Regions from separate parts of the Sus scrofa genome. Here region 2 is linked to region 1. A link is a contact called in public promoter capture Hi-C data. All regions are on one chromosome and are shown on one strand. Each heading gives the region's core, a stretch centred on a gene start, on an enhancer-like site or on the middle of the called end of the contact. The rest is flanking DNA. Distances are from core to core; before and after follow the strand shown.

Region 1 (5,832 bases), core at 1,155-3,654:
AGTGCAGGAGTCAGAAAGCTGCACTTTTGTTTGATTTAGAAAAGCTCTGAGGTACCTATGATTTCACTTGAAAGTCCATCAGGAACAAAATACAAGGTCCTCAATACCTCTTCCTAAGAAGGAAAAGGGCATTTTTGTCTGATATGTTCACTAGTGTAGACTAAGTGCCTGGAATGGTGTCTCACATGTAGAGGATGCTCAGTTAATATATGATGGATGGATAGATGTATGGACGGATGGATGAGTGACTGTCTATATGCTCTAGCATATAGATCTTTAATAAAGACTTGACTGGCTACATATGTGAATTTATAGCCTATCCAGTCAAAGGCATTTAATAATGTACCTTAAACTAAACATCATTCCTATATATTTCTGCTTTATATTTTTCATATATCATCTATAATATCATCATTTTATTTCTTTTAAAAATTATCTAATCATTTATTTCTCCCCTCACAACAGGGGAATGTCATGACTTAAAAGTGGATGGAGAAAGAAAAATGAAATTAGATTAAATCGATATTTTTAGTCAAAGAGTTAACATTTTGCCTAAAATTGGTTTGGATACTTTAAATGGAATAAAGAGAGAAACTTAATTTTTTAAAAAAGCTGGAGGAAGATGGAGGAAAATGAGGCATAAGGTATGTAGAACATGTTTGACAAATTTGTTTTGGAGAAAAAACATTAGGTTTATACACTGCATTTTTTTCCCATAAGCACCCCACCACTCAAATTTTATAACGATCATTGCTGTATGAGGGAAGGATAGCCAAATTCTCCTTCACAGTTACAGGAAACAAGGGTCAGCAAAGTTAATGATCTATATATACAATAAGAGGAGTTCCCTGGTGGCCTAGCAGTTAAGGATCTGGCATTGTCACTGCTGTGGCTTGGGTCACTGCTATAGTTTGGTCTCAGTCCCTGGCTGAGAGAGAGAGAGAGAGAGAGAGAGAGAGAGAGAGAGAGAGAGAGAATATCCATATATATATTAGATATCTCTATCTATCCCTATCTATCTATCTATCTATCTATCTATCTATCTATCTATCTATCTATCCAGCAAGAAGTTGATCCGTGGGTGGAATCCAGGTCTCCAGAGTGTAAAGTAAGCCTGACACATTTAGAGATTATGAATAGTTAAGTTTGAATAGGTCAGAGGATGTCAACAGTTTGGCTGGGCTAGAGAAGTATTTAGAAAAATAGTAGGAAATCAGGTTAAAGAAATAAATAGGAGACAGATTACAGGGTGCTTTAAATAATATAAGAATAATAAGAATTTGGATTTTTAGCCATACTTTTGAAATTAAGCAATAAAATCCCTTTTTAAATAAAAATCTTATATATGAGACACCAATATGCAAAACAAATTAAAAGGAGGTGGTTTCTCCAATTGAAGCTGTTCCCTCTCCCTGCCCTCAGCCTCTCAGGAGAAAAGCTGGAAAACCCTAAAGAGAAAGTTTGACAAGTGTGAACAGTCATGCTGCAGACATGTGTGGGGCAAGGTAGTGATACAGCAAGTGGCACACAGTCCAGGTAGAGGGATGTACGCTGAAGGCAGAAAGCACAGAGAGGGGACCACCAGGCTGCCAGTGGGAAGGGAAGGCAAAGATGCTGGACACAAAAAGAATCAGAAAGAGAGGGGAGTAGTTCAAAGACTCACATTCAGCGGCCGTGGAAGGACAGTGCAATCACAAAAATAGTGAAAGGCAAAGGAGGAGGCTGCCTTTGTAAGGCAGTGATGTGCTTTTATGTGTTTCTGTCATCTAGACATTTGTGCTGCACTATGCTGTAGTCAAAGGGATAGAAAGTAGCACTTTTTTCTCTATCAGTTTTCTTCTGATCTCAAATAGATGAAACAAAGTCTACTGCAAGAGGCAGAAAAAGCTGAACTTCGTTACATTTAAAATTGTAAGTGCCTGAGAGTCTGTCTGAAAGCCCAATGAGAAGAAAATACAGGATTCCTAATGCCCCCTTCCAGAAAGGAAAAAGAACCATTTCCATTTCTGCAATATTTCTGTTCCTTTGCACAATCCGGATAATTAGCACATTTATTTTTATCTTTAAAAACTCTTGCCCCCACTGTGGAGTTAAGTACAATGGAATGATTCATTTCACGTATAATTATTTTAAAACCCAAGGTTCTTCTTGTGCTTTTAAAAAATAAACGATGAGTGAAACGTGTTGAATATGTGCCTCTGAGTACAGGAATTCCAAAGCGGATTATTTGGATTGCGGATCAGTGACAGTTTTTGGCAAGCCTAGTTGGATGAGGACAGTCTCCTTTTCCTCTGCGTTTGTGAACCTTGTGATGAAAGTGCTCCCGCCCTTTTCTGAGAACAGAAAGCCTGACTCAGGCAGGCAGCTGCTGCTCTTAAAACAGCTCGAGCCGGCAGCCTCCCCTGCTGGGGTGAGCGCCACCGCAGAGATGAAGCTGAAGCTGTCGAACTGGTGCTGGCTGAGCTCCGCTGTCCTCGCGGCTTATGGCTTTTTGGTCGTGGCCAACAATGAGACGGAGGAAATTAAAGATGAAGCAGCCAAGGACGCCTGCCCGGTGAGACTAGAAAGCAGAGGGAAATGCGAAGAGGTAGGCGGGTGTCCCTACCAGGTGAACCTGCCCCCCTTGACTCTTCAGCTCCCCAAGCAGTTTGGCAGGATTGAGGAGGTGTTCAAAGAGGTCCAGAACCTCAAGGAAATTGTGAACAGCCTGAAGAAGACTTGCCAAGACTGCAGACTGCAGGCTGACGACAACCGAGACCCAGGCAGGAATGGACTGCTGTCACCGGGCACAGGAGCCCCGGGAGAAGCTGATGACAGCAGAGTTAGAGAATTGGAGAACGAGGTTAACAAGCTGTCCTCTGACCTGAAGAATGCCAAGGAAGAGATCGACGGGCTTCAGGGTCGCCTGGAGAAGCTGAGCCTTGTAAATATGAACAACATAGAAAATTACGTTGATAACAAGGTGGCAAACCTAACGTTTGCTGTCAATAGTTTGGATGGCAAATGTTCATCGCGGTGTCCCAGTCAAGAACAAATACAGTCACGTCCGGGTATGTATAATAATGCCTTCTTATCATTTGTTCCGGAATGTTTTATAGCTAGACAATACCCATAAACATTAACCTGGGAAAATAAAGGACAGATTAAGTAAATTAAGCCTTTTATGCATCAAGGTAGTACAGGCAAAACTACTGTCTTTGCAGATGTGACCACAGAAAGGTTAGAAGACCTAAGGAACCAAAAAAAATCATAAAGAGTTCTGTCTCCATTAGAAAGCACTTTGAATTTCAAAGACCTTATGTGCTGACGCCAGAACTACACACAAACAGAGTGGAGAAGGCAAATTTCTTAACGTGTCATTGTGTTTAACATTTATCTCTTCACTGGAATGTCTGAAAACAATGGAGATAAGGCAGTGTTTGTGGTTGTACTCTGGAAATCAGGTTTTGGTTTTTTTTTTTTTTGTGGTCGGGTGATTGCTGCTTGTGTGGCAACAAGAGACCTTTGAAAGATTTTAGCAAGTAATCTGTAGTTCATAATCCCAAATATCTCGTGGAAAGCAAAGACTTTATAGATGAAATAAAAGCAGCTTGTAGGCTTCACATGTGTGCACAACTGTTTGCTTTGAGATCTAGTGGCACAAAAGCATTTTAAGGGGAGTTTTGATATGCCACTAAAGTTAGGAATATGTTCTTATTCCTTCCTCTCTTTCACTAGAATTCAAGCATGTGACAATAGAACCCATCTTCCCCATCCAGATTATCTGAATTAACTTTAGTAAATAAATTAACTTTAGTAAAAAAAGATCACAAACCTAACTGTCTACTCTGCACAAGAACTGCTGGCTGTGGCACTGGTTCTCCCAAACCCTGGTTTTCCCCACATGAGTTCCTAGGGCCATTGCTGACTGTGGTCTTATTACATTTTGGAAAGGCATCTCTGCATTAGAATTTCTGCTTATTGTAAGTGTGAGGTTAAAGGATATGGCACTTGCAGCAGAGATGGTATTCATTTGGAACAAGTACCTACCTTATGCGTGCTCCATTCCCAGGGAATCTAGGAGTGAAGGGAGTTGGGAGTTTCATGGACCACTGTTGTTATTACTCCCAGCAGCCTGTATCTAAGGGTACCCTGCACATTGCAAGGCAGAGGTTCAAGTCAGGTAACACACCTGGGTGCTTGTTAGACGGGATGCTTCATGGCAGTTTGTAATGACAAGAACAAGAGTCTACTGCCTGTTTTTCTACTAAGATTGGGGCAAGTATCTGAATGTTTGAGTTCTAAATATACATGAATAGATTAAGTGTGGCTCATAGTGTCTTCTACCAAACTTGCTTTATCTAGCACCTATTTTTATAGAAATTATCTGGGAGTAAATGTCTGTATTTGATTCCTGCAGAACCACAGTAGCTGATTATTATACTTATTCTGAATACAAGTACGTGTGGTTTCCTTCTAGAATCCAAACGTGAAACACTAAATATTTTCCTGGATAATAAATTCAGAAGAAGAATACTGGTATATAATTAAATTTTTTAACTTGAACTTCTTTAATTGTCAAGCAAGTAAAATAAATGGAAATGTTGATCAGTGCTGTACTTTAGAATTTTAATGTATCAATTGGAAAAATCCTATAAAATGTCCTCAAAGTGGAGGCTATTAGCATCTCTAGGTCAAAGGAAACAGAAGCATGTGTTTCCTCTGCCTGCATGGAATGCAGTTCCGGGAGAAGTGGAATCACCTGACCTTCAGGGCCAAGGGATACAGTGCTTACAAGGACAAGGTTTGCAGCCAACCAGATCTGAGTTTGTGTCCTGGCTCTGCCACTGAAAGTTTCTGTGAAGTTGGGAAAGCCAGTGATCTCCTTTGAGCCTAAATATTCTTTCTCACCAGCAGAATGGTAATAATATCTACGTCATACAGTTCACGTGCAGACCAAGTGTGAAAATGTTATCAAGTCATTGGCCAAATGCCTAGAGCAACTGGGGAGCCCTTATGAAATATTACGGAATTATTGAGACTATTCTCTTTATTTCTTGCTGGTGATGTTTGCTGTTCACATTATCAATATTATCACCAACCAAGAAAGTGTTGGAGAGCTTGGTCTGCTTTATAACACCAGGTTCTTGTTCTGAGGCCTTTAACAAGCATTTGCCAAATAGGTTCAAGTACGTTTAGCAGAGCCAGGTTTCATTATCACCATTGACTGAGTTATCAAACTGCTTTTGTACATCTAAAGAATTCTTTCAATGCATAGTTTTTATTAACAAAATCCAATGCCTTTATTTTTTTTTTCACTCCTTCAGTTCAACATCTTATATATAAAGATTGCTCTGAATACTACACAATAGGCAAAAGGAGCAGTGAGATCTACAGAGTTACACCGGATCCCAAAAACAGTAGCTTTGAAGTTTACTGTGACATGGAGACCATGGGGGGAGGCTGGACAGTGCTGCAGGCACGTCTTGATGGAAGCACCAACTTCACCAGAACATGGCGAGACTACAAAGTTGGCTTTGGAAACCTCAGAAGAGAATTTTGGTTGGGGAATGATAAAATTCATCTTCTGACTAAGAGTAAGGATATGATTCTAAGAATAGATCTTGAGGACTTTAATGGTATCAAGCTCTATGCCTTGTATGATCACTTTTATGTGGCCAACGAGTTTCTCAAATACCGTCTACACATTGGTAACTATAACGGCACCGCTGGAGATGCCTTGCGTTTCAGTAAACATTACAACCATGACATGAAGTATTTCACCACCCCAGATAGAGACAACGATCGATATCCCTCTGGGAACTGTGGGCTCTACTACAGCTCGGGTTGGTG
Region 2 (6,780 bases), core at 2,599-5,098, 310 kb after region 1:
TGTGTGGTGGAGCGGAGGGGTGGGGGGGGGTTTGCTGGTGAGGAAGAGACACTCTTGTCCGGAGCAGGAATCAGCATGGAGGGTTATGGCAAGAGGAGGGTAAGCCAAGGAGAGTTACCACTTCCCTGGTGTCCCCTGACTCTCAACTCTAGTCCACTGGTGCTACCTGCTCCATAGCCCACTTGGACCAAACCATCACTCAGAGTGGCTTTATCCTGCACCTTAAATACATTTGGCTTTCTGTATCTGTGAGTTCTGCTTTCATGGATACATACAGCTGTGGATCCAAAATATTGAGGGGCAGGGGAATTCCATTGTTTCAAAAAGCAAAATTTGAATTTGCTATGCACAGGTAACTATTTACATAGTGTTTATATTGGATTGGGTATTATAGGTAATCTAGAGGTGATTTATTTAAAGATTTATACAGAGGTGATTTATACAGTAGGATGTATGTGGGTTGTATGCAAATACTATGTCATTTTCTATAAGGGTCTTGAGCATGCATGGATTTTAGTATCCATGGGGGGCGGTCCTGGAACCAACCCCAAGGATAATGAGGGATGACTTATTAGGTCTTTCCAGAAGGCTCTAACTCCCCAGTTCTGGGTATGAGAATCGTTTTATCCCTCTAGGCCTGCTTGCATAGATTTGACAGTATGAAAATGGTTTCCAAGAAGGCATATTGGTCATTCACAGATTTTTCAGATTCTTTAGTCTCCCCTTGGAAACTAAAATCCATATTATTTTTATAAGTTTGGAATTTTGCACTATGAAGTCTTGTGCTAATGTATTAGATCAAGAAATGAGGGGTTCCCATCGTGGCACAGCAGAAATGAATCTGACTAGGAACCATGAGGTTGTGGGTTTGATCCCTGGCCCCGCTCAGTGGGTTAAGGATCCAGCATTGCCATGAGCTGTGGTGTAGTTTGCAGATGTGGCTTGGATCCAGTGTTGCTATGACTGTGGTGTAGGCCAGCAGCTGTAGCGCTGATTAGACGCCTAGCCTGGGAACTGCATGCCACAGGTTCAGCCTTAAAGAAAGACAAAAGACAAAAGACAAAAGACAAAAAAAAAAAAAAAAAAAAAAAAAGAAAGAAAGAAATGAGGTCTTATAAGATACCAAGAAGTACAAACATTCTACTTTCTGAGCCCCATTTCCTACTTGTCCACCTCCTTCACTCAATTACTCTCTCTACCTCTCTTCATTCACTTCTTAAAAACTTCCACTTTGTACCCACATATCATTATTATGTCTTGTTCTCATTTCCCACCCAGTCCTTAGAGTCCTTGCTCCACCACTTCAGGCCCTCTCAAAAGCTTAACTTCCTCACCATTGCCCTTCCATAATATAGGTCTGCCAAACTCCTATCCTGAATGAAGTCAGCTCTTATTTGTCTACCTATGTATGTTTCAGAAAATCATACGACTGGGAAGGCGTATACCATGTTTTCTACACATTTTCAAATATAATTGTATAGAGGTAAAACATGAATGAAACTCAAGCTAAAAACACTAAAATAGGAGTTGCCTTGTAGTGCAGCAAGTTAAGGATCCAGAGTTGTCACTGCAGCAGCTCAAGCTGCCACTGTGACTCAGGTTATTTCTTGGCCTGGGAATTTCCACACATCTCAGCCGTGGCCAAAAAAAACCTTCTAAAAAACCTAAAACAGGAGTTCCCATTGTGGCTCAGTGGTTAACGAATCCGACTAAGAACCATGAGGTTGCGGTTCGATCCCTGGCCTTGCTCAGTGGGTTAAGGATCCGGTGTTGCTGTGAGCTGTGGTGTAGGTCGCAGACACAGCTCAGATCCCAAGTTGCTGTGGCTGTGGTGTAGGCTGGAAGCAACAGCTCTGATTAGACCCCTAGCCTGGGAACCTCCATGTGCCATGGATGTGGCCCTAGAAAAGGCAAAAAGACAAAAATAAATAAATAAATAAATAATCTAAAACAATACAGATGTATATGGAATAAACGATTAGAGTTCTCCCCTAAAGTCATTCCCCAAAACATTTGCTGTTAATAGTTTGCCATATGTTCTATAAGTGTATTATTTTCTTAAATATAGACATATATGCACAAACATATACATATAAAAATACATATATACACATATACATACAAATATGAAAACAGGTAGCTAGATTGTAGTAGATACTTTTTTAAGCAACTTGCATATTTTTTCCATTTTTTAAAAAATTAGGATGTCATGGAGAGCCTTTCTTCTCAAAAGATACAGTATACTTTATTCTACACAATATCCCATTCCACTATTCACACTTAGGTTTTTACCATTTTCACTACGCAACAATATCATAATGAATATACTTGTACATCCTTCTGGTTACATGTGCAAGTATATCCCTAAAGCAAACCCTGAGAAGTGGAAATGCTTGATCAAAGCATTTATTAACATTAGCATCCAAAAAAGAGAAGACTGTACCAAAGTGTTCTCCTACCTGAATAGGAGGGTTACTACCCCAAGCTGGGCTCTCAACACTACCTGGCTCTCCTTCTCTTTCCTTCCCTAGACTTCCAGCTCTCCCTCCTTCTCCACATAACTACTCAAAATCCCTTCTGCACCTTCCATCCCCACCCAAACGTACATATTCTTGGCAAATATTTCACCCATTATGTGTAGAAAAAATAGAAATCACCAGAAGAGAACTTTCTTGGCTTCCTGTCTCCAAACCTACAAAACTTATCCACCCCTGTCTTTCTTCTCTCCTGTTTTGGTGGGGAGGGAAACAAGTCCTTCCTCCTGGTTGTGGGGTACTTTTCACAAAGGAATGACTTCCATCTAAAGGTCTCAGCTTCCATCCCTCAGCCAACCTCAGTGTATTTTCTACCTTCATCCTTCCAATGAATACCCAAACTCATCTTGAGCCAAATCCACCACATCTTTTCAGATCCTTATCTGAAGGATAGGTGACATTAAGATAAGGTGGTCCTTATCTTAGGTGACTCTCACCATAAGGGCACACTCTCCTACTCTTCCTCCTATGTCTCTAGGGCACTTCATTCTCAATCCTTTAGTACTCAGGCTCTTCCTTGTCCAAACCTTAAATGCTGGAGTTTGGGGTTTTCTGTCCTGAGTTCCTTTTCTCTTTCTCCCTGGGAGATGTCACCCCTTCTTCCCTTTCAGCCACCATTACCCCTCTGTCGTCAACTCTCTGATGTGTATATTCAGCCCAGACCGCCAACCTGTCAAAAGCTGACTTCATCCTTTCCCTTTTCATTCCTCCTAACCTCCATTCCCTCTCCCCGCCAAACCCTAGGCCCTCGTCTGGGAAATCTCTTGCAATTCCTCCTTCTAAGTCCGCTGCCACGTGGCTCCAGTACCTCGCAGACCTGAGGAATGTAGTTCTCCTTGAAGTAGTTCCTCAGTCTGGGGCTGGCAACTCGCAACGAGGCCATGACCAGAGGCACTGCTGAAACTGCGCTGCTCACCCGCTCTTCAAACCCGGCTCCGAAGCCTCGCCTGAGCTGGGGGCTAGCGCGTCCCGGCGTTGCCCTGGCAACTGCGCGGCGGGGAGGGGAGGGGCTAGGCACCGACTGGTCCCAGGCCCCCAATAGCCTGCGGCCGCTGGCCGCCGGAAAAGGGGCGGGCCTCGGCCTGGCGCCAGCCCGCCTCTGGGCGGCTGTGGAGGCCCCCTGGGTCCTTTTGGGGCCTGGAGCGCTAGCAGCGCTTCACCCTCGCCCCGCCCAGCCTCTAGGAAGCCGCCTGGACGCATCCAGGCCCGAGTGGGCGGTTTTATATTTTAACTGGGCGGCTTCCGGGAGGCGGAGCCCAGACCCTCATTTCCTTTCTCTCGCGGCTGCTTGAGCTCGGGCGGCGAAGGGTCTCGCTGGCTTCAGACCCTGCCCGCCAGGCCCAGCGCTGCGCGCAGCCCCAGCGAGAGCATGGGCGGCGCCCGGGACGTGGGCTGGGTGGCGGCGGGCCTGGTCCTTGCGGCCGGTGCCTGCTATTGCATTTACAGGCTGACGCGGGGCCAGCGGCGAGGTGCCCGTCGGGTTGGACTGCGCCCCTCGCGGTCCGCAGGTAAGGCCTTGGGGTGCCTAATAGGTGGGCCAGCTGGGCACAGGGCTTTCCCAGGGTGGGGTTGAAGCCGCCGCAGGCGCTCATGGCTTTTCAGTGCAGGGGGTAAAATAAGGAGCCCACCTAGGGAGGGAAGGAGGGAGGCTGGTAAGAAGGGTGAAGTTGGGAAGCCCCAACAGGTGCTGAAGGGGAATCTTCAGCCTGTTTGGGGTAGGGTTCATAGCTGCTTCCCTGCCTCCATTTCTTTGTTCAAAACCCCGGTTGAAAAATTGCCCAAACTCTCTTGCCTGAGTCTGGCGTCACAGCGGACAGATTAAGTTTTGCAAAAGCATGTTGATTGCCTCTCACGTTGAAGCTTGCTCTCTCTCAGTTGTTACCCAGTGTGGGTCTGACCTCTTGCTGCTCTAAAGCTAATAAAAAGGCAAGGTTGGTGGAAAGGAAAGTTTCCTTTATTTCTGATGCCAGAAATGGGAGGGGGGCACTTCTGTCCAAAGGATGAATGCCCCGCTGACAGTCAGTGGGCATAAGCTTTATATAGGCGGAGGGAGGGGCTACATGCAGAAACAGCAAAGTCAGCTGTGACAGTCTTCTTGAAATTGGTCACCCCTGGTCTGACCAGTGTCATCTTGATTGTTTTAAGTACAGTTAAGTCTTCAGTTCCAGGGTGGGTTTGTTCCCATTTCTTTGAGGCTAGTTCTCTAAATGGTGGCAGCATATATCACGGCCATAGGCGGATCACGGTGCAGTTGACTTCTTCTACCTGGTGGGGGTTTTGATATCTACAAGATAGTTCATAGGATATGGCTCAGAATATTATCTATAGCCCTTGAGGAGGAACTAAAGGTCCTTGACTTTGCTTAATGACTAAACTGTTATTATTTGGTCTCATTCAACTCTCTTCCTTGGCTCCTGCATTTTCTCACTTCTCCGATTAAATTTATTCTTTGGCTAAAGTTTTCCCACAGACAAAAGGCAGAGGACATGGTGGGGGAGGGACCTTATGGTGTTACCAGAGAGATTCCTCTAACTCTGCACAGTGTTGCAGGGCCTGGAATGATAGATGAAATTCTGCAGACTTTTTAAAATCTATTTTTTATTTCAGTATTCAGTTGATTTACATCGTTGTGCCAGTTTCTGCTGTATAGCTAAGTGACCCAGTCATACATATAATACATTCCCTTTCTTGTACTATCCTCTGTCATGGCTATCCCAATAGACTGGATGTAGTTTTCTGTGCTGTACAGCAGGACCTCATTGCTTATCCATTCTAAATGTAATGGTTTGCATCTATGAACCCCAAACTCCCAGACCCTCCCACTCCCTCCCCACTCCCACTTTATTAGCACCAGTCTGTTTTCTATGCCTGTGAGTCTGTTTCTTCCTGTAAATGCCATATTTTAGATTACAGATGTGATATATGGTGTTTGTCTTTCTCTTTCTGACTGACTTCCCTTAGTATGATAATCTCTAGTTGCATCCTTACTTAGCTTTTAAAAAGATGTACATTTATATCAAAGGGACAGACAAAGGATATACAAGTTTGCTCAGGGAAGCGCACTAAGAAAAGAAAGTCGGGGAAAGGTTTATTTCCCTTTTGGCACATGGAGAAAAAAGTCCATTTTTTAAAAGATTTGGAAGTTCCTGTTGTGGCGCAGCAGAAACAAATCTGACTAGGAATCATGAGGATGCGAATTCGATCCCTGGCCTCACTCAGTGGGTTAAGGATCTGGCATTGCTGTGAGCTGTGGTATAGGTCACAGATGCAGCTCAGGTCCTGCGTTGCTGTGTCTGTGGTGTAGGCCAGCAGCTATAGATTTGATTCAAACCCTAGCCTGGGAAACTCCATATGCTGTGAGTGCAGCCCTAAAAATAAAAATAAATAAATAAATAAAAAAGATTTGTACTTGCCCTTACTTCAAAGCCTAATTTCTTTGTTTCAGAGATACCTCTGTATAAGTAATTAGTCAGGTGACCTGAACTCAGCTACCTGCTCACTTATGCTCACTTAAGATGATGATCACTAACAAAGTCTTACTTTTTTTTTGTTGTTGTTGTTGTTGTTGTTGTTGTTGTTGTTATTGTTGCTATTTCTTGGGCCGCTCCCGCGGCATATGGAGGTTCCCAGGCTAGGGGTTGAATTGGAGCTGTAGCCACCGGCCTACGCCAGAGCCACAGCAACGCGGGATCCGAGCCGCATCTGCAACCTACACCACAGCTCACGGCAACGCCGGATCGTTAACCCACTGAGCAAGGGCAGGGACCGAACCCGCAACCTCATGGTTCCTAGTCGGATTCGTTAACCACTGCGCCACGACGGGAACTCCAAAGTCTTACTTTTAAATGATTTTACAGCTTCCCAAAATCACATTACCTTGGTCAAGCAGCTTGACTTGCTCACAGTCCCTTCTTCCTGAAGTTACACATTTTCTTGGAAGAGGACTTGAGAAATATCCATCTTGTCAGCATCATCCTTGCCATTCAGAGGGTGATCTTTTTTTTTGTATTAATTTTAGGTGTACAGCATAATGATGTGACATTTGTATATGTTGCAAAATGATCACCATAATAAGTTGAGTTGACATCCATCATCACAGATGGTATAACATATAGTTAAAAATTTTCTTGTGATGAGAAATTTTAAGATTGACTCTCAGAGTTCCCATTGTGGCTTGTCAGAAATAAGCCTGACTAGTATCCATGAGGATGCAAATTTCATCCCTGGTCTTGCTCAGTGGGTTAAG

The links. Promoter capture Hi-C pulls out the DNA fragments that hold promoters and counts their contacts.
Region 2: a contact with region 1 is called in a promoter capture Hi-C map of liver, with 4 times the contacts expected there. The contact joins the promoter of ARMC10 here to the promoter of FGL2 in region 1. A contact is called at or near these places in 1 of 5 promoter capture datasets (liver) and 1 of 2 datasets of contacts at active chromatin or transcription factors (alveolar macrophages).

The regions. Positions count from the first base shown.
Region 1 is chr9:102,866,640-102,872,471 of Sscrofa11.1, forward strand. FGL2 (fibrinogen like 2) reads left to right here and starts at 2,405. Exons shown (of 2, transcript NM_001005152.2): 1 at 2,405-3,050; 2 at 5,307-5,832. The coding sequence starts at 2,429. The region is part of intron 2 of CCDC146 (coiled-coil domain-containing protein 146); the gene reads right to left.
Region 2 is chr9:103,175,906-103,182,685 of Sscrofa11.1, forward strand. ARMC10 (armadillo repeat containing 10) reads left to right here and starts at 3,849. Exons shown (of 6, transcript NM_001244923.1): 1 at 3,849-4,042. The coding sequence starts at 3,904. It overlaps FBXL13 (F-box/LRR-repeat protein 13), which reads right to left and starts at 3,474. Exons shown (of 21, transcript XM_013979811.2): 1 at 3,343-3,474. The coding sequence starts at 3,417.